4 separate regions of the Mus musculus genome follow, and all the other regions are linked to region 3. A link is a contact called in public promoter capture Hi-C data. All regions are on one chromosome and are shown on one strand. The core of a region is the stretch at or near the end of the contact, and the rest is flanking DNA. Distances in the headings are between cores, read along the strand shown.

Evidence for each region. Capture Hi-C pulls out chosen DNA fragments and counts their contacts.
Region 1: a contact with region 3 is called in a promoter capture Hi-C map of adipose tissue, with 3 times the contacts expected there. The contact joins the promoter of Fnbp4 here to the promoter of Pex16 in region 3. A contact is called at or near these places in 1 of 39 promoter capture datasets (liver) and 2 of 9 other capture datasets (adipose tissue and liver).
Region 2: a promoter capture Hi-C map of liver shows a contact between it and region 3, with 2.5 times the contacts expected there. The contact joins the promoter of Acp2 here to the promoter of Pex16 in region 3. A contact is called at or near these places in 1 of 39 promoter capture datasets (liver) and 2 of 9 other capture datasets (adipose tissue and liver).
Region 4: a contact with region 3 is called in a promoter capture Hi-C map of liver, with 2.4 times the contacts expected there. The contact joins the promoter of Mtch2 here to the promoter of Pex16 in region 3. A contact is called at or near these places in 4 of 39 promoter capture datasets (liver, neutrophils and pre-B cells), 1 of 484 Hi-C or Micro-C datasets (CD8 T cells) and 2 of 9 other capture datasets (adipose tissue and liver).

Annotation. Positions count from the first base shown.
Region 1 is chr2:90,742,626-90,747,132 of GRCm38.p6, forward strand. It overlaps Fnbp4 (formin binding protein 4), which reads left to right and starts at 2,933. Exons shown (of 17, transcript NM_018828.3): 1 at 2,933-3,201; 2 at 4,071-4,163. The coding sequence starts at 2,973.
Region 2 is chr2:91,200,689-91,204,738 of GRCm38.p6, forward strand. Acp2 (acid phosphatase 2, lysosomal) reads left to right here and starts at 2,224. Exons shown (of 11, transcript NM_007387.2): 1 at 2,224-2,360; 2 at 2,913-3,008; 3 at 3,552-3,638. The coding sequence starts at 2,247. It also overlaps a transcript of Nr1h3 not described here.
Region 3 is chr2:92,373,685-92,377,749 of GRCm38.p6, forward strand. Pex16 (peroxisomal biogenesis factor 16) reads left to right here and starts at 1,555. Exons shown (of 11, transcript NM_145122.2): 1 at 1,555-1,991; 2 at 2,187-2,222; 3 at 2,943-3,019; 4 at 3,746-3,879; 5 at 4,007-4,065. The coding sequence starts at 1,880.
Region 4 is chr2:90,845,339-90,849,584 of GRCm38.p6, forward strand. It overlaps Mtch2 (mitochondrial carrier 2), which reads left to right and starts at 1,817. Exons shown (of 13, transcript NM_019758.3): 1 at 1,817-2,047; 2 at 4,033-4,117. The coding sequence starts at 1,961.

The DNA of each region.
Region 1 (4,507 bases), core at 1,683-4,182, 1.6 Mb before region 3:
TGTCTCGAAAAAAAATAAATAAATCAAGTCACTATTCTTGTGGATTTTTCACTTAACAACCATTAGCAGGTGAACCCAAAATTGAGCTATTTACCCTGTAAGGTTATGAGAATCAGATACAAACCTGCATTTAAAGTTATTAGTCATTAATACATAGCAACACAGCAAATAACAAATATTAGATATTTTTAGTGTGCTTGGTTAGTGTGCAACCAACCTCTGTGTCTATAAAAAAAAATATTCTACCAGTTATTTCTTGCACTTAGAGAGGGAGCTGGGTGTCCATACCACTGTCAAGTACCAAGAGGGCTTGACAGTGAAGAGCAAGGATGCTCAGGAAGGTCTTGTCTGTACTGGGCCCTGGGGGAACGATTTTGTCATGTGATACAGTAGTTATTGCAACTAAAGGATGGACTTAAGATGAGAGGAATGGATGGGAAGTTGAATCAAAGGCCATCTTCAGAAAGGACAAAGGTCTAAGTATTGATGGAGGGGCCACGATTCTCTGTTCACATGACTCAAGTTACTTTTATTGACCTGAAAACATCTACTTATACAGATCAAAAATTTTGTAGGCTTCCTATTACACCTGCGGGAATACCATGATTCATGTAGATCTATGGTGAATGCCATAAGCCTCCCGGACTCAGTCTACTGAGTGTATTCTGTGCTACTACAAAATCTGTATCCATGCCCATTTAGCCCCTGCCATCCCAGGATCCATTTTTTTCTTTTTTAGCTTTCCAAGTAAGCTGCTGTATCTCTCCTGTGATGTCTGGCCTACAAAGAAGGAGCTCTTCAGTGATGCCGGGGTTTTGAAAATCTAGTGTATTTTGCAAAATTCTGATGACGGTATGGTTTCTCAACTCTCCCAGTGTACATAGGTTTTACTTATTTTTATTTTGTGTGTACATCTTTCAAATGCACATATGTATGTACACCATAAGCATAGTTGGTGCCAGAGGCCCGAACAGGGCTACAGATCTCCTGGCACAGGAGTTACAGTTGTGAATCACCATGTGGGTACTGGGAACTGAAGGTCCTCAGAGCAATCTCTCTAACCCCAGATATTTTTGTTTTGAGACTGGGTCTCACTATGTAGCCCTAACTCTAGTGGAACTCGGAGATCCACTTGCCTGGCCTATTATTCTTGCTCTTTTTTTTTTTTTTCTCCTCGAGACAGGGTTTCTCTGTATAGCCCTGGCTGTCCTGGAATTCACTTTGTAGACCAGGCTGTCCTGGAACTCAGAAATCCGCCTGCCTCTGCCTCCCAAGTGCTGGGAATAAAGGCATGTGCCACCACTGCCTGGCTTGTTGTTTGTTTTTTGAGACAGGGTTTCTTTTTTGTTTTTTGTTTTTTTGGTTTTTCGAGACAGGGTTTCTCTGTGTAGCCCTGACTGTCCTAGAACTCACTCTATAGACCAGGTTGGCCTCGAACTCAGAAATCCTCCTGCCTCTTATACTCCCTCTTTAACATCCATTCTCATACATCTTCCCCAGATTTCTCCTTGTATTATTATTATTTTATTAATTTATTGTTATTATTGTTATCTTTGAGACAAGATCTCACTTTGTAAGCTCTGGTAATATGCATACCTGGCTAGACTCACTTGAAATCTTCCTACCTCTGTCTCCACTGAAATTATAGACATGAACCATGACAACTACTTCCAGTGTTATTAGAACACTTCAGTAGCTCTCCAGGAGTACAGTGCACCATCTTTAGGCATTATTTCTCATCTTCTGGCCTGCTGTCATTAGTCTAGAAGCAATCAGGGATGGGTGGAAGGAGTGGGTCCTGGAGAAAATCAGCATTATCTTGCGTGGTAACTATCTCTGGGGAGAACATTAATGACTCAGGATGTCACCTGACTCTAGGAATGGGGAACAAGGAAGACTCAAAATGTAAAGAGCTCAGCCTCAAGGTGGAGGAGTTGGAGGTAGGGCAAAAAAGTAGTGTTTACAGAAGTAGGATGAGGTAAGGCTTCGGTATCCCATATGAACAGTTTGACTGTTTCCAAGGTCCAGTCATTTTCCCTACTAATCACGTCGTATTTCGTTTTAAAGAGCCTACTGGGGCTGGAGAAATGGCTCAGCGGTTAAGAGCACTGACTGCTCTTCCAAAGGTCCTGAGTTCAAATCCGAGCAACTACATGGTGGCTCACAACCATCTGTAATGAGATCTGATACCCTCTTGTGTATCACAGCTACAGTTTACTTACATTTAATAAATAAATAAACCTTTGGGTTGGGGCGAGCGGGGCTGGAGCAAGAAAGTGGGGAGAGAGCCTACCGTAAACCCATCACTTGGGAAGCAGAGGCAGGCGGATTTCTGAGTTCCAGGCCAGCCTGGTCTACAAAGTGAGTTCCAGGACAACCAGGGCTACACAGAGAAACCCTGTCTCGAAAATCAAAAACAAAACCAAAACAAAACAGAAAAAGCCTACCGATGTATAAACACCCAGCATCATCATTGTTTAATACTATACCCCAAAGAAGCTACAATAACCAAGAGAACTTGCAGAAGGGTGCAATGTATCTTTATCTTCCTCAAAGACAAACAGCAATAAGCAGCTGAAAATAGCTACAAGATGGCGGACAAAGCCCTAAAGAAAAGACTTGGCTAACAGCGCATGGTGCAACCCCAGTCTAAGGAAGTCGCACACACCGCGGGCCCTTCCGCACTATTGGCGCGAAGTCCTGTCTTTTCCCTTTGCTATTGGCTACCGAGTCCGTCTCAAGTCAAAACAGCCAATCGCCTTTTCCCTGAACAAAGCCCACCCACCATGGATGGAGCGGAACGTGCGTAAAAGCACCGGGGCGCAGGCCGCATGCGCAAGTGCACCGCGCCGGTTAAAAGCGGATCTCCTCGGGAGGCGGTGCCACGGTTCATGAATATTGATTACGCACCGGGGCGCTGTGCGCCCGCCCCACTAATCTGCCGTCGTTCGCTGCTCGCGCTCCGGCTCATGATGGGGAAGAAGTCCCGGGCGGTACCCGGCCGCAGGCCTATCCTGCAGCTCTCTCCACCGGGTCCTCGGAGCAGCACCCCGGGCCGGGATCCCGACCCCGATCCGGATCCCGAGGCAGATTCGACTGCGGCGGCGACAAGCCAGTCAGCGCCGGCAGCAGCGACGGCGGCGGCCGCGACGTCGCCCGCGGTGCCTGCCTCCGCTGCCCCAGAGGACTCGCCTTCAGAAGGTAAGGGCGCGCGAGAGGAGCCCTGCTTTTATTTGGGACGTCTGAAACTCGAGCACGGGGCTTGCGGCCTAGGTTCCCGGGTGTCTCTTCGGACCCGGTGAAGAAGAGAAACCCTGGCGGGCGAGGTACACCTCGGCTGCCAGCGATCTGGGGCCCGCGGGACGGCGGTCGGGGACTCTGGGAGGCGGAAGGCCGGGCCCGGACTCATCTGAGGCGCCTTTGCGGTGCAGGGGTTTCTCCCCGGAACCTGTGCCGTCCACCGAGGCTTGGGACCCCAAATGTCTCCTAGATGACTCCCTTCGATCTTAATAACGCAGAAGGTGGAGGGCAATTTCCACGTGCGAGCCTTGAGGCGGTTGAACCTGGCCTTCTCTACTTGTCACGCTTGGTTTCGTTTTTGTTGAAATGGAGACACCACTCTTTAGAAGTGAACAAACCCATATTTTTTTCTTATGCTAGACAAAGCATCGGTAACCCCAGACTTAAGGGAAAGTGACAAAACCTGTGTGTGGGCTTTTCTGGAATTGTGTTTGGGTTTAGGGTAACAATTGCATGGAGTAGATGCCGGAGAAGCTATACTGTATCAAACATTAAGAATCAGATTAATAGGATGTACATAACGTGTGGAAACGTGCAGAAGTATTTATGCATGTTAATTGTTAAGTATTGCAGGTGCCATTTTCATAGTGTTCACGTTCTTACTGTCGCTACCACTAAATGAATGGAAGGGTAGATCAGCTTGTTTTTTGTCTTCTTAGTTTGCATCAGTGATACACGCTGGTTTTATAAGTTGATTCAGGCTGAAGGTCAAGCTTTGGACCCTGGCCCACTGACTGACTGCAGCTTCCTTTTGTGCATTCCAAATACAGATGAACAAGAAGTGGTGGTGGAGGTCCCCAACGTTGTTCAGAACCCTCCAACACCAGTCATGACCACCAGACCGACAGCCGTCAAGGCAACAGGTAGAGATTTTTGTTGTTGTTTTTGCCTTTCCCTTAAAATATCTTTTATTAAGTTGAAAGATAAAAGTGTGCAGCTGGGTTGTTGGATGGTTAAATGTTGCTAATTTATTATTTCTCATAAAAAGTCGTTGAAGCTTTTCTAGGATTGGGGTTGCATATCAGTGGTGAGATGCAAAACTCTGGGTTCCACTCTTGGCTTACAAAAATGGATTAACAAAAAATAAATAAATCTTTCCTGAGGGCTTGCTGTGTATAAACTTTTAAGTAACATGAAAGTTTATTTATGGCTGCAGACACACATTCGTGCTTCTAAGGCTGGGCCACATAACTTGTTTATCTATTTT
Region 2 (4,050 bases), core at 974-3,473, 1.2 Mb before region 3:
TATATACTTTGTACATTTCAGAAGTGAGGCAGTAATAAGTTCAAAGCTAGCCTTGGCTACACAGCAAAACCCTAATCCTGTCTGAAAGAAGAGAGGGAGGTTGAGAAGAAAACTGCTGAGTTGGGCAGAACGCACTTGTAATTCCAGAGCTCAGCACGTGGTAATAAGAGGATCAGAAGTGGGAGGCCAGCCTGGGCTATATAAGACCCTGTTTCAAAAGACAAACAACAACAAAAATAAGCAAATGAATTTCAATCCACTCTCTAAACTGTATACGCTTAGGCAAACTACTTTTCTCTGGGTTGGTTTCCTAACCTTATAAGTTGATGGAGGATCTTTGTGAATCACTTGACATTATATGCAAAACTATATTCTGTGTTCATGTGTAGACACATTTTTTTTGGAGAGAGGGCTAATTTTTCATGTGATTTATAGGAAACCTGTGATTTAAACAGTTAAGAAATAGCCAGGCAAGGTGGTGCATGCCTTTAATCCCAACACCCAGCCTGGTCCACAGAGTTCCAAGACAGCCAGAGCTACACAGAGCAACCCTGTCTCAAAAATCAAAATAATAAGAGAGAAAAGAGAAAAGAAAATTAAGAACTGAGGCTGAGGGGCTGGTGAAATGGCTCAGTGGGTAAGAGCACTGACTGCTCTTCCGAAGGTCTTGAGTTCAAATCCCAGCAATCACATGGTGGCTCACAACCACCCATAATGAGATCTGACGCCCTCTTCTGGTGTGTCTGAAGACAGCTACAGTGTACTTATAATAATAAGTAAATCTAAAAGAAAGAAAAAAAAAAAAAGAACTGAGGCTGCAGGCTAAGCAGCTAGAAGTATTGGCAACTCCTTCAGAGGAGGGCTCAGGTTCTATTCCCAGCACCCACACAGCTGCTTAAAGTCTACAGGGGATCCTATGCTGCCTTTTTGCCTCCAAGGACACTGTATATACATGGTTCACAGATATACATGCAAGCAAAACACCCATACATAGAAAATATTTTGTTTCATCATTGTTTTTTCCAGACAGTATTTCTCCATGTATCGCTGGCTGTCCTGGAACTTGCTCTATAGACCAGGCTGGCCTACATACAACTCAGACATCTACCCCCCTCTCCAAGTGCTGGAAGTAAAGGCATGCACCACATAGATTTGTTTGTTTTTAAGTTTAAAACTATTTAGTTTTGAAGCCTTCTTATTCTCCCCAAGTCTTTCTCAAGGTGACATCGAAAGTAAAGTTTAGGCAGTAAGGTACATAATTTTATTTGGAGTCCTGGGACAGTATCAATTCTGATCAGATTTGCATTAAAGCATATCAAGGGCCCAAGATCTCATCTGCAACTGTGTGTCACTCTAAGGTTTGGAATCACAACATCCAGACACCCAACTGGCTGCCTGCCTCCAAATCCTAAAGGCTAATGTCTGGAGGAACTCTGATTCTGTGGCAATTCCAGTTATATGCCTGCATCAAAACTGATGTAGTTTTCTGAGATTCCTCCCATAAGAATTCAATGTAGTGGGTTTGGGAAATCGGAACATCCTATGCAATCCAACTCCTCCTCAAACATGACGTTTGAGTCTAATTTAATTTAGAAATCGGTAAGCACAAGAAAAGAGCTGAAAAAAACTGGGGAGTACGAAGGTTTGTTCAGGACATGAATGGCAGACTAGACTGGATCTACCTCAAGGACACAGGGAGTCCAAAGGGCTGGTTACATGCAGTACCCTACATCTCAAACAAGCCCGCTTATCGGAACAGTGTCTAAGCCAAGGCTTACACTAAACTACACACCCAAGAGCAGAAAGTTAGGCTCTGTACTTCCCCACACCTTGCCCCAGTTTTGCACCAGCCGAGGCTCTGGGATCATTTTCAGAAGCATTCCTCAAAGCAGGCACTCGCTCTCCAGGCCCAGACCCCAACCAGGGCAAGCACCAGCTTTGTAGAAGAAGGGGTAAGCCTGACCTAGCGCCTCTACAAAAGCGAGGTGTTTAAGCCTTTTCTGCCCGGAAGGTCGCGCAACAGTCCCACCCTCGTTCATCACCGCCAATCGCAAACCTTCTCCATTTGCATTCCCTCCCAAATTCCGCCTTCTCCCACCAGACTTTCTCATTCCCGGTCTCCCGCAACCCAAAGAAAGATGGCGAAGGCTGCACTTCCGGCAAGTGTCCTTACGAATGCATCCGGGCGGCTGCAGCAGGTACCGCCCAAGGCGTTCCGGCCTCTTGCTACACAGCCTACAACAGTGATGGCCGGCAGACAGACTGGTTGGAGCCAGGCGGCTCTTCTCCAGTTCCTTCTTGGCATGTGCCTAACGGTGATGCCACCCATACAGGCCCGGAGTCTACGCTTTGTTACCTTGGTAATGGGTGACGGAGTCACCAACGGGTTCGCCAAAGCTGAAAGGGCAAAGGCCGGCTGGTAGAGGGAGGGGCAGAGCTTGTGTTCTGGGGCCGGGGTCTCACTTCTCAAGGAGGAGAAAGAACCGGTTTAGGAAACCGCTGGCCCATAGTGGGTTGTGCGGCTGGATTAAGAATTGATTTGGAGCCCTAGGCTATTTTTTTTTTTTTTTTTTTTAGGGCAGGACGACCGAGTAGGAGATATTCTTCCCTAGGATGGGAATTTAGTTAAAAGGTTGAAAGTCACCCATAAAGACGACTTTGATCTTTGTTTTCCCAGTCCCATTGCCCACTTCCTCCCCCAGAAGGCGTTGCTTTCACTACTCTTCTACCTGTGCTTTGGGGCTTTACCTATTATCTCAGGTTACATTGCATCGCCCGAACTGGGGTCTTTTTTCATCGCTCAGTAGAGAAAGATGGAGTGAAATTTCCTTTCCTGGCATGTGCAGAGGTGGGTCCTGTCCTTAACTAGAAGACCCTTCTGATTCTATAGACACACCATTTTCTTTGCTCAGCTGTATCGACATGGAGATCGGTCACCAGTGAAGACATATCCCAAGGACCCCTATCAGGAAGAGAAATGGCCCCAGGGATTTGGTCAGCTAACCAAGGTGGGTCAAAAGCCAACCTGCAAGGTCTCGGGATATGCTACGGAATGAATCACATCTGGAGCACAGAAACTGGGGCTCCTTAAACTACTAGCTTCCCACATGGGTTCTGATGGACCAGATGTCTATTTTGTTGTTTTGTTTTTGTGGTTTTGGAAATTAAACCCAGAACCTTGTCTATGCTAAGCACAGTGAGCTACATCTCTGGCTATGACCAGATTTCTTAACAACTCTGTGCAGGGGACAGTATCATTACAACTGGCCACTTCTGGAATCAAATTCACCTCTTGCCAAGGGAAGAATGCCTAAATGCCATACATAGGACTTGTGGCTAATCCCCTCTCTTTGGACTTTTTTTTTTTTTTTCCCCAGGGGTTGGGGATTTGGGGGAGGTTTAAGACAGGGTTTCCTTGTGTAACAGAGCCCTGGCTGTTCTGGACTCACTTTGTAGACCAGGCTGGCCTTGAACTCAGAGAGTGACTGCTGGGATTAAAGGCCACCATGCCCAGCTCCTCTTTGGACTTTAACTCTCAGGTTTGCCCACAGGAAGGGATGCTACAGCACTGGGAGCTGGGCCAGGCCCTGCGGCAACGCTACCATGGCTTTCTGAACACCTCTTACCACAGGCAAGAGGTAAGGTTGGGAGTTTGATTGGCAAAAGGACTGGGATCTTTGGATTATATTCTGACTGCAGAGAATCTAAGGATGAGCCTGGGCAGTCAAGGTTCCCTCTTGAACTTTTGGTCCCTGGACAAGACATCTAAGAGCTGTCTAGAATACGGCTCTGGAGTCTGAAGTGTCTCTGCTTGTCTGGGAAAAGACAAAACTGACCAGGGGTCCAACTTAGACATGAGGAAGGGTCTGATAAAGTACTTTCTGACTCTGAAACAATAAATAGGCATTTTGTCCAAGACATTTATTGTCACCTGAGGGCCAAGCACTGTGGTAATGTTTTTCCTATGATGGTATACCATAGAGTTATGATCTCTATAATAGAGCTTATATTAGAGCAGTCTAATAAGCTGAACAGAGCCAAGCTAAATCG
Region 3 (4,065 bases), core at 305-2,804:
CAAACATCCAGACCGAGGCCCCTAGATTCAGTGTTTCTGGGAATACAACCATGGATGTGTTGCCATAAACTCGGAGCTTTGTTGCTACAGCGATTCCAAACCCACCAAGCCATCAACGAAGATCGAGCCATCACAATTGCCAGTAGGGTGAGGAGCACGTGAGGCCTCAGGACAGGGTGAAAAACGACTTCCACAGTTCCCATACCAGACTCTTCTGAGGCTCACCGCACCTTTCCTTGAATCTTTGCTGGCACGAGTGGTTGGCAACAATGGGAGCCTGGCTCCACATGGATCAAAGAAAGGGAAGGAAGTGGTGGCATGTTGGGACACTTCATTCCCTGTGCCTTAAATTCCTGGTGAGTGTGCTGCTTAAACCGCCTGGTTCTGGCTCAGGCTATTGGTTTTTCGAGACAGGGTTTCTCTGTGTACCTCTGGTTGTCCTGGAACTCACTTTGTAGACCAGGCTGGCCTCGAACTCAGAAATCTGCCTGCCTCTGCTTCCGCCTCCGCCTCCGAAGTGCTGGGATTAAGGTGTGTGCCACCACTGCCCGGTTAAACGAGCATTTCTTAACTCCTGAATCCATCTTTCCAGCTCTCTAATGAGAATTTTTATTAGTGTTTTATTAATTGTACAAAACAATGTGCTTTGTCTCTTGTGCTGGCACATGCCTTTAATCCCGGCACTTGGGAGGCAGACGTAGGCAGATCTCTATGCATTTGAGGCCAGCCAGGGGTTCACAGTGAGATCCTGTCTCAAAACATGCAAACTAAAATAATGAGCTTCATTATGACATTTTCGTACATGCACGTAATATAGTGGATGGGCGTAACGGCATATTCTGTCCTTGTCTAAAGATAATATCTGGTAGGGTATTAAATGTATTACAATTCTTTATATACCATAAATTCGCGGGCGGAGTCCGCAATGGCGCAGATTTGCCAAGCCCCCTCTTCCCACAGCCAATCAACTGCCTCCCAGGAACGGTTCCCTCCCTCCACTTCTGCAGCACCTTGACAGCATTGCAGCTCAGTTCATGAATGGAGCCATAGGAGTTTCCACCAACTCTTGGAGGCCAGCTTAGAACCTGGAAGTGCATCCAAGGGCCGGAAAACGCTGGGATTCATTCCGAGTTCAAGGTCCAAGTCGGGCCCAAATAATTTTGTAGATGAGGAAACCCGAGGTGCAGATCGGGGAAGCTAATGCGCAGGGTCGTCCCTAAACGGAGAGCAGAGGGATAGGCCAGGGTATTCTCCAAGGAGGGAGTCATCGGGTACGGGTTTTGGGGGTCCATGTGTTCTGAAGAAACTGGAGCCGAAGCCACTGTTCTAAATCTGCTGGTTAGGCTTGCCCCAGCAAAAACCCGGCACTGGCTTTTGTGAAAAACTCGAGACTGGCGGCTGCTGAGACCTATTTACGACAATTTCAAGGTTCCCTGTGCCTTAAATCCCAAACTCTTTGCTTCCCGACCCTCCCGTTCGAGCTCTCGGCGATCTTCTGAGAAAGTCTGAGGCTCCTTAGTACCTTCTCTAGTATGAACTGTTCAGCCTGCCCGCAAGTTGTAACTACGCAGGCGCCAAGACAGCCAACCAAGGAGGCTGCAGATCGGGTGCCAGAAGCTCTAGAGAGCTTCAGGGCGGAGAGAGAAGGAGCCAATGGCTGGAAGGAGGGAGGGTGGGAGCTCCCGGTCTCGGGGAGGAGGCGCTAGAGATGGGGTGAAGGGGCGTTCAGGGGCTCCGCGGGTCTAAGTCCTCCTGGGCTGCGGAAGTTGAGCAACCGGGAGGCGGGCTTAGGGCCGGAAGCAGGAAGGAGGGCTCAGGACGCAGGGCGCCGCTGCCAGCCTTGCTGTCGGCCGGTGGGACTGTCAGTGGCCAGAGCAGGATGGAGAAGCTACGGCTCCTGAGCCTCCGCTACCAGGAGTATGTGACTCGTCATCCAGCCGCCACGGCCCAGTTGGAGACGGCTGTGCGGGGCCTCAGTTACCTGCTGGCAGGTGCCACACTGACCTTTGACCCATTTCTTGGGGACTCTGACCCAGGAACCCTATGGCTCTTTGCCTGCTGACCCAGGGTAGTGGTCGCGGTGCTTCAGTTCTGTCTGGGTTCCTGTGGCGTAGAGGAAACTAGAGAACCCAAAGCCGCAGGGTAAAACAGACGCTCACCAACGCCTTCTATACCTTCTTCCCTAGGTCGCTTCTCCGATTCACACGAGCTGTCTGAACTGGGTAAGTTGGACTCTGGGCTGGGGAGGGAGAAGGCTTCCAGCGGAACCTTGATTGAAGGTCCTGAGCTTCCCTCTAGATCAGCTGTCCATCGCCCAAGACAGTTGGTGTCCCCAGAGTTGGGCGACCTGTGAGGGCTCTGACTGGCTTCTCACTCCTGGTTTTGCTTAGGATTAAGCAACTTTCCTGACCTTGCTAGTTCATCAGACCTATGAGTATGAGAAGGGCACTGTTGTTCTGTCTAGCTGAAGGAATACAAGTTCAGAAAAGTCCTTGATGTCAGGACCAGTGTTCAAGTGCCCCCACCTCCCTGCTGTAAGGGCTCTGTTTGCTTAGTGGGGGTAGTGAAGATCATGAAAGGATGAGGGGGATTTTGAAAGGTAGGTGTGATGTAGTCCTTCAGGGGGGACCATCTGAAGAGAGCAAAGATGAGTTGGTGGGACCACACATTTGGCTGTTTGGAACATGACAGGCAGTTTTGAGCAGCTCAGTAACCAGTGCTGTCCAGCAGAGCAAGGGCTGGCTTGTCACTCCAATCAGCTCATTTCTTACTGGCTCAGATGTCATCATGGAGAGAATGGGGCTCTGAGGTAGTGGGCGGAGAGGCTTGTTGGTTTCCACACAGTCTGTGGGTAGCTGTGATCGGTAGGGCTCTGGGGTAAGGGTGAGAGGGGTGAAGGCCACAGCAGGGCCGGCCTCTCAAGACCACAATCTGCTTCTCAGTGTACTCTGCCTCGAACCTGCTGGTGCTGCTCAATGACGGGATCCTGAGGAAGGAGCTTCGAAAAAAGTTGCCTGTGGTGAGAACTTTGCCAGGAGCTGGGGGTGGGAAGCTCAGGGACTTGGGAGGAAAACAGTAATGACCAGCACGTGTGGTACATGTCGTTGTCTCAGAGAGTGAGGCATGCCCACATGAGCCGCAGATCAATTGTTGGTAGTCTCATGCATGAAGTTTCTTTTCTTTTCTTTTAAAAAACAAAATAAAACAAACAAACAAACAAAAAACAAGGCTGGGCAATGGTGGTGCACGCCTTTAATCCCAGCACTTGGGAGGCAGAGGCAGGCGGATTTTCGAGTTCAAGGCCACCCTGTTCTACAGAGTGAGTTCCAGGGCAGTCAGGGCTACGCACAGAAACCCTGTCTCCAAAAAACAAACTAAATCCTACAGATGTCTTTTTTTTTTTTTAAGGTTTATTTATTTTGCATATATGAGTACACTTTAGCTGTCTTCAGACACACACCAGAAGGGGGCATCCGATTCCATTACAGCTGGTTGTGAGCTACCATATGGTTGCTGGGAATTGAACTCAGGACCTGTAGAAGAGCGTCTCTCCAGCCCTCATGCATGAAGTCTTAGAGAGCTAGAAAGGCCTGTCCCAGGCCAGCCAGCCTGGTAGCAATGGATTTGGTATTGAACTGAGGTGTTAGGCTTAGAAAGGAGGAGGCCCCCACCTGCTGGAGCAGCCTGCTTTTTCTAAGACAGCACTTGGGGTAGAGAAGCTCCCTGACCTCTGGGCTTCTTGCAGTCGCTGTCCCAGCAGAAGTTGCTGACATGGCTGAGTGTACTGGAGTGTGTGGAGGTGTTCATGGAGATGGGGGCTGCCAAGGTGTGGGGCGAAGTAGGCCGTTGGCTCGTCATTGCTCTCATCCAGTTGGCCAAGTAGGTTGGGTTGTGGAGGGCAGGACTGAGGTGGGGTGACCCAGTCCAGCAATGAGGTGCTCAGCAGAGCAGCCTTGCTACCTGCTTTCTAACCGCTTTCCCCTAACTGCCATAATCCCCACCCCAGGGCCGTCCTGCGCATGCTCCTGTTGATCTGGTTCAAGGCTGGCATTCAGACATCACCCC
Region 4 (4,246 bases), core at 567-3,066, 1.5 Mb before region 3:
CTGGCCTATGCCAAGGTGCTGTTCTCTCTCCCTCCCTCCCCACCTTTGACTTTTCTTATCCTCCTAGCTTGAATATAAGTTACTAAGTAACCCATTCTAGGGTCACCACACTGAACTCTTATCAGGGATTGTCATTCATATCACATCTTTACAAATGGCCCGTTTGAACTGTGCTCTTCCTTTACTTATAATTCCGACTCCAGTTCTCTGTCCCATAACGTCATGGGTAGCTTTTGCCATGAACCATTAGGAATGTGGTGGGACATCCTCAGGTGCCCAACCCTTCAGCCCCGCGACATTCTGAGCCTCTCATTGCTCACAGGCAAATAGAATTTTTTTTCCTTCACCACCCATGCACAAATACCCTTCTTAATGGTCTTGCTGTTTCTAAGTCATGTTGAGAACTGTGTTTAATTAAGAGCAACATGTAATTTTTTTAGAATAAAAAGCTACCATTTACTATTGCATTTTTGTTGTGTATGCCAGGCTAGGTCCATATTGCTTTGAGATAATGTTTTGAAGTGGATATTATTATACTTATTTGCTTAAAAGTTTTGAAGAGTTGGGATGACCTATATAAGGTCACACTGTAACTGGCAGAGGTAGACTTTGGATGAGGCCCATTGGACTTCAAAGCCCGTGTGCCTGACCTACAAACTGCCTCCCAATATCAGCTAGTTCTGGGCTGAATAGAAGGCCATATTAGGACTAACTTCTGTATTTCAGCCAATTTCTCAAAAACTCCATATATACAGTTTCACTTAATGTTCATAAAAATACACTGAGTTAGTTGCATTGTCCTTATATTTAGATACAAACACTAAAAAATTTAAAAAGGAAAGTGACACATGGATCCAAAAGGAAAGCCAGATTCCAAACTCGGTTCCTTGTTCATTCTCAGCAGTACACACTAAGTGCTTGCACTAAGTGGTGTCTGCTACAGAACAAAGGGGCCAGAGCTGGAGCAATGCCTTTTCTTCATTTTGCCTCTAACAGCCTGGGTAGCCCGATTGGCACTGAGCTTTAATAAATCTTGAGCACTGGTACATGCCAGGCACTGGGGGAAAATAGTGTACAAAGGCCATCTCGGTTCCTGAACCCAGAGTTGACACTCTCAACTGTCAAAGACAATTTCCCAGTGACAGGTGTCACAAGGCAACGGGTAGGAAATACGGATAAAATGGATTTCGAGTAGTCAGAGAAGACATGAAAAAAAAATTTTTTTTTTTGGTCAGTATGTCACCATGTAACCCTGGTTTACCGGGTATCCAGTTTGTAAACCAGATTAGCCTTGAACTCACATATCCACATTCCTCTGCCTCCCAAGTGCTGGATTAAGGGTCTGTGCCGCCACATCTGACCCCGAGGGGGCACATTTTGTTGTAGTTGCTTTTTCTTTCCAGTACTGAGGACTGAAAGCAAGGATGTCGGGAAGTGCTCTACCACTGAGCTAATGGTAAACGCAAAATCAGGGACCTGCAGAATTCACTGTTAAGCCAGACAGGATCTGTTGTTCATTAGACATGACAACTCTAACGGAAAACAACCATCAAACTTTACGTCGTCAAAGCCTGAAAGAGGATAGGAGTATAACTCAGTTCTTCCAGTTGTTAGTCCGCTGACCTTGCCTTTGCCGTCAGGGTCACCCCACCACCACCCCATCATTACCATTCCCTCCCTACTCCTTCCGGACACTTCCGGCTTGCGCAGGCGCAAGAGAAATCGCCTTTCCTAGAGGCGCGAGGAGCCCACGCCCAGACGCATGCGCGTCCCTCCCACAAGCCCCGCCCCAGGCGGCCCCTCGCGAGCGCCTGCCGTTTCTTTGGGCGGGCCGGTGGGCGGAGCCTAAGCGGGCGGCGCGCCGCGGGCGGGCCAGTGAAGCCGGCGCCCCCGACACGTGATCTGGAACCGGCTGTGTCGCTTGGTGACTCCGTCTGTCCGTCCGTCCGCGGGTGCCATCATGGCGGACGCGGCCAGTCAGGTGCTCCTGGGCTCCGGTCTCACCATCCTGTCCCAGCCGCTCATGTACGTGAAAGTGCTCATCCAGGTATGAGTCGTCGCCCTTTCCTTCCCCGCCCGCGTCCTGTCAGGTCGCCACCGCCCTCTGCGCCTTTGGGTTGGCTCTGCGTCCCAGGCCTTCACCCTCTCGAGATGCTGCCCTTCTCTCCCCTCAGGAACAACTTCCACGGCCTCGCGCCCCTCTCGGAGACATCCCGAGGCTCGCCCCGGGCAGGCCGGCTCCCTTTCTGCAGCCAACTGCCACCCTTGCCTTCCCTGGCCGGTGACTCTTCTCAACTTTGTTTTTCCTTTCCCTGATCCTGGCCGGTTGCCACCGAGGGCTTCCCAACCCTTTTCTTGTCGCCCCTCTGATACTGGCGTTCACCTCACCTCGTTCACTCCTCCTCAGCGAAATATCTCAAACTCGAGACGTGAAATAACTCATCTATGGGCAAATTTAAAATTCTAGGAAAGCCAACATCTTATTGTTCTTACTCGGTTTTTCTATTTGCTGTTTCTACTTCTATTCCCGTTCAGAGATTTTAACACCAGATACCCGGATATACACAAGGAGCGCATTGAGAAGTGATAATGAAATCAGATTTCCTGAGGATCCATTGAGCGCTTTCACAGTAACCCATGTGGTTCATGACAATGAAAATCACGTTGGTTAGAGCTGGAAATCAGTTCTGTTTAAACACTTTAGCGAGTTTAAATGTAACATCAAACCCCGGATGTCTCTCTTGCCTCCCTTGCCAATCTGCTATAAAATATTTCTAAAGTGGTCATTTATATTCATGGGTAAGGAGGCCTACTTTTAGCTGGTGATAGTATTTTCAATTGCTCTTCTAACTTTCCCTGTGCTGATCAGGGCCATTTTTAAGCATTTATTGAGGATTGCCATACCTCATGCATTGTGTGTCCTGGAAGGAAGCAGGCTTTAGAATCCCTGTCCTCAATGTTTACCATTCTGAAAAGAGAAAAAAAAAAAAGCAAGACTCTAGAATGGACTTCATTTTTAAATTGTTCTTCATACAAATTGTTGCTAAGTTGACTAATATAAGTGTAGATGTTGAAGCGCAGAGTGAAATCTGTGTCTAGAACAGAATTGACAGTATTTCGCAGTACACGTATGAACTCACTACTCAATAGTTCTCAAAGAACAGTGATTTTAGTGACATTCAGTGTTTTTGCCTCAACAATCCAATATCCTAAATTCTGATTTCACAATACCTCGTGCGTTGCCAAGTATCTCAGGAGGTTGATGAAATTCCCAAATACTACTTTAAAGCTGCACTTTCAGTGAGTTCAGAGAGGGGGTTTTAACTCAGAAGGAAGAATTGCAACAGTAGAGCCCAAACTGCCCTGTATTTTTTTTTTTAATCTCAAGTATCCCTTTGGCACTATAATCACTGAATATATTGTACAAATAAAATGGCAATCATTAATTTTTATGGCTCTGTATATTGCTAATGAGTCTGTACATTTAACGTGGACCTAAGTTGTAATTATTTTTGTAAGTGAATTACCCAGCTGTATGCATTTGCCTTTGTTGTCTAGTTATCCATGTAGGTAGGCATTTGACGATGGCTCAGTGAATATTTTATTTTGTTCAAATATGAAAAATATTGTAAAAAATATGTCAGCTTTATCGGTAAACTAGGCTTTCCTGACACAATGGTTTGTTTCCTTGTTCTGTTTTCAGTTTAATAATCTAGTCACATGGTTTACTCTATAGACTCAACTCAAAGGGAAAGTTGGAGTTTATTGAACCCAGTCTTAATCTATCCAGCAGAACAAAAGGCTGATAAGGATGATACTTCATCAATGACTTAAAAAAACTAAACTGCATTTTTATTTGTAAAAATTATGGGGCTGAGGAGGTAGCTTGCTGGCACTGAGCATAAGGATGGACATTGGGTCCATTTCAGCATCAAACAAACACATTTGAGCCTGGTTTTCTTTTTACAAGACCTTGTAGCCAAAGTATTCCTGGGTATTGCTCAGTGTTGATGCATTCCTTTGTTTTTAAAGGTGGGATATGAGCCTCTTCCTCCAACAATAGGACGAAATATTTTTGGGCGACAAGTATGTCAGCTTCCTGGCCTCTTTTGCTATGGTAGGTGCCTTTGATTTATCTGGAAGGGTTGACATTGAAGGTTGGAGTTACTAAAAGAAAATACACAGAAGGCATGTTGCCTTGAAATTTTTTGTAACCTTGTATTTGGACTGGAACCTAAATGTCTGA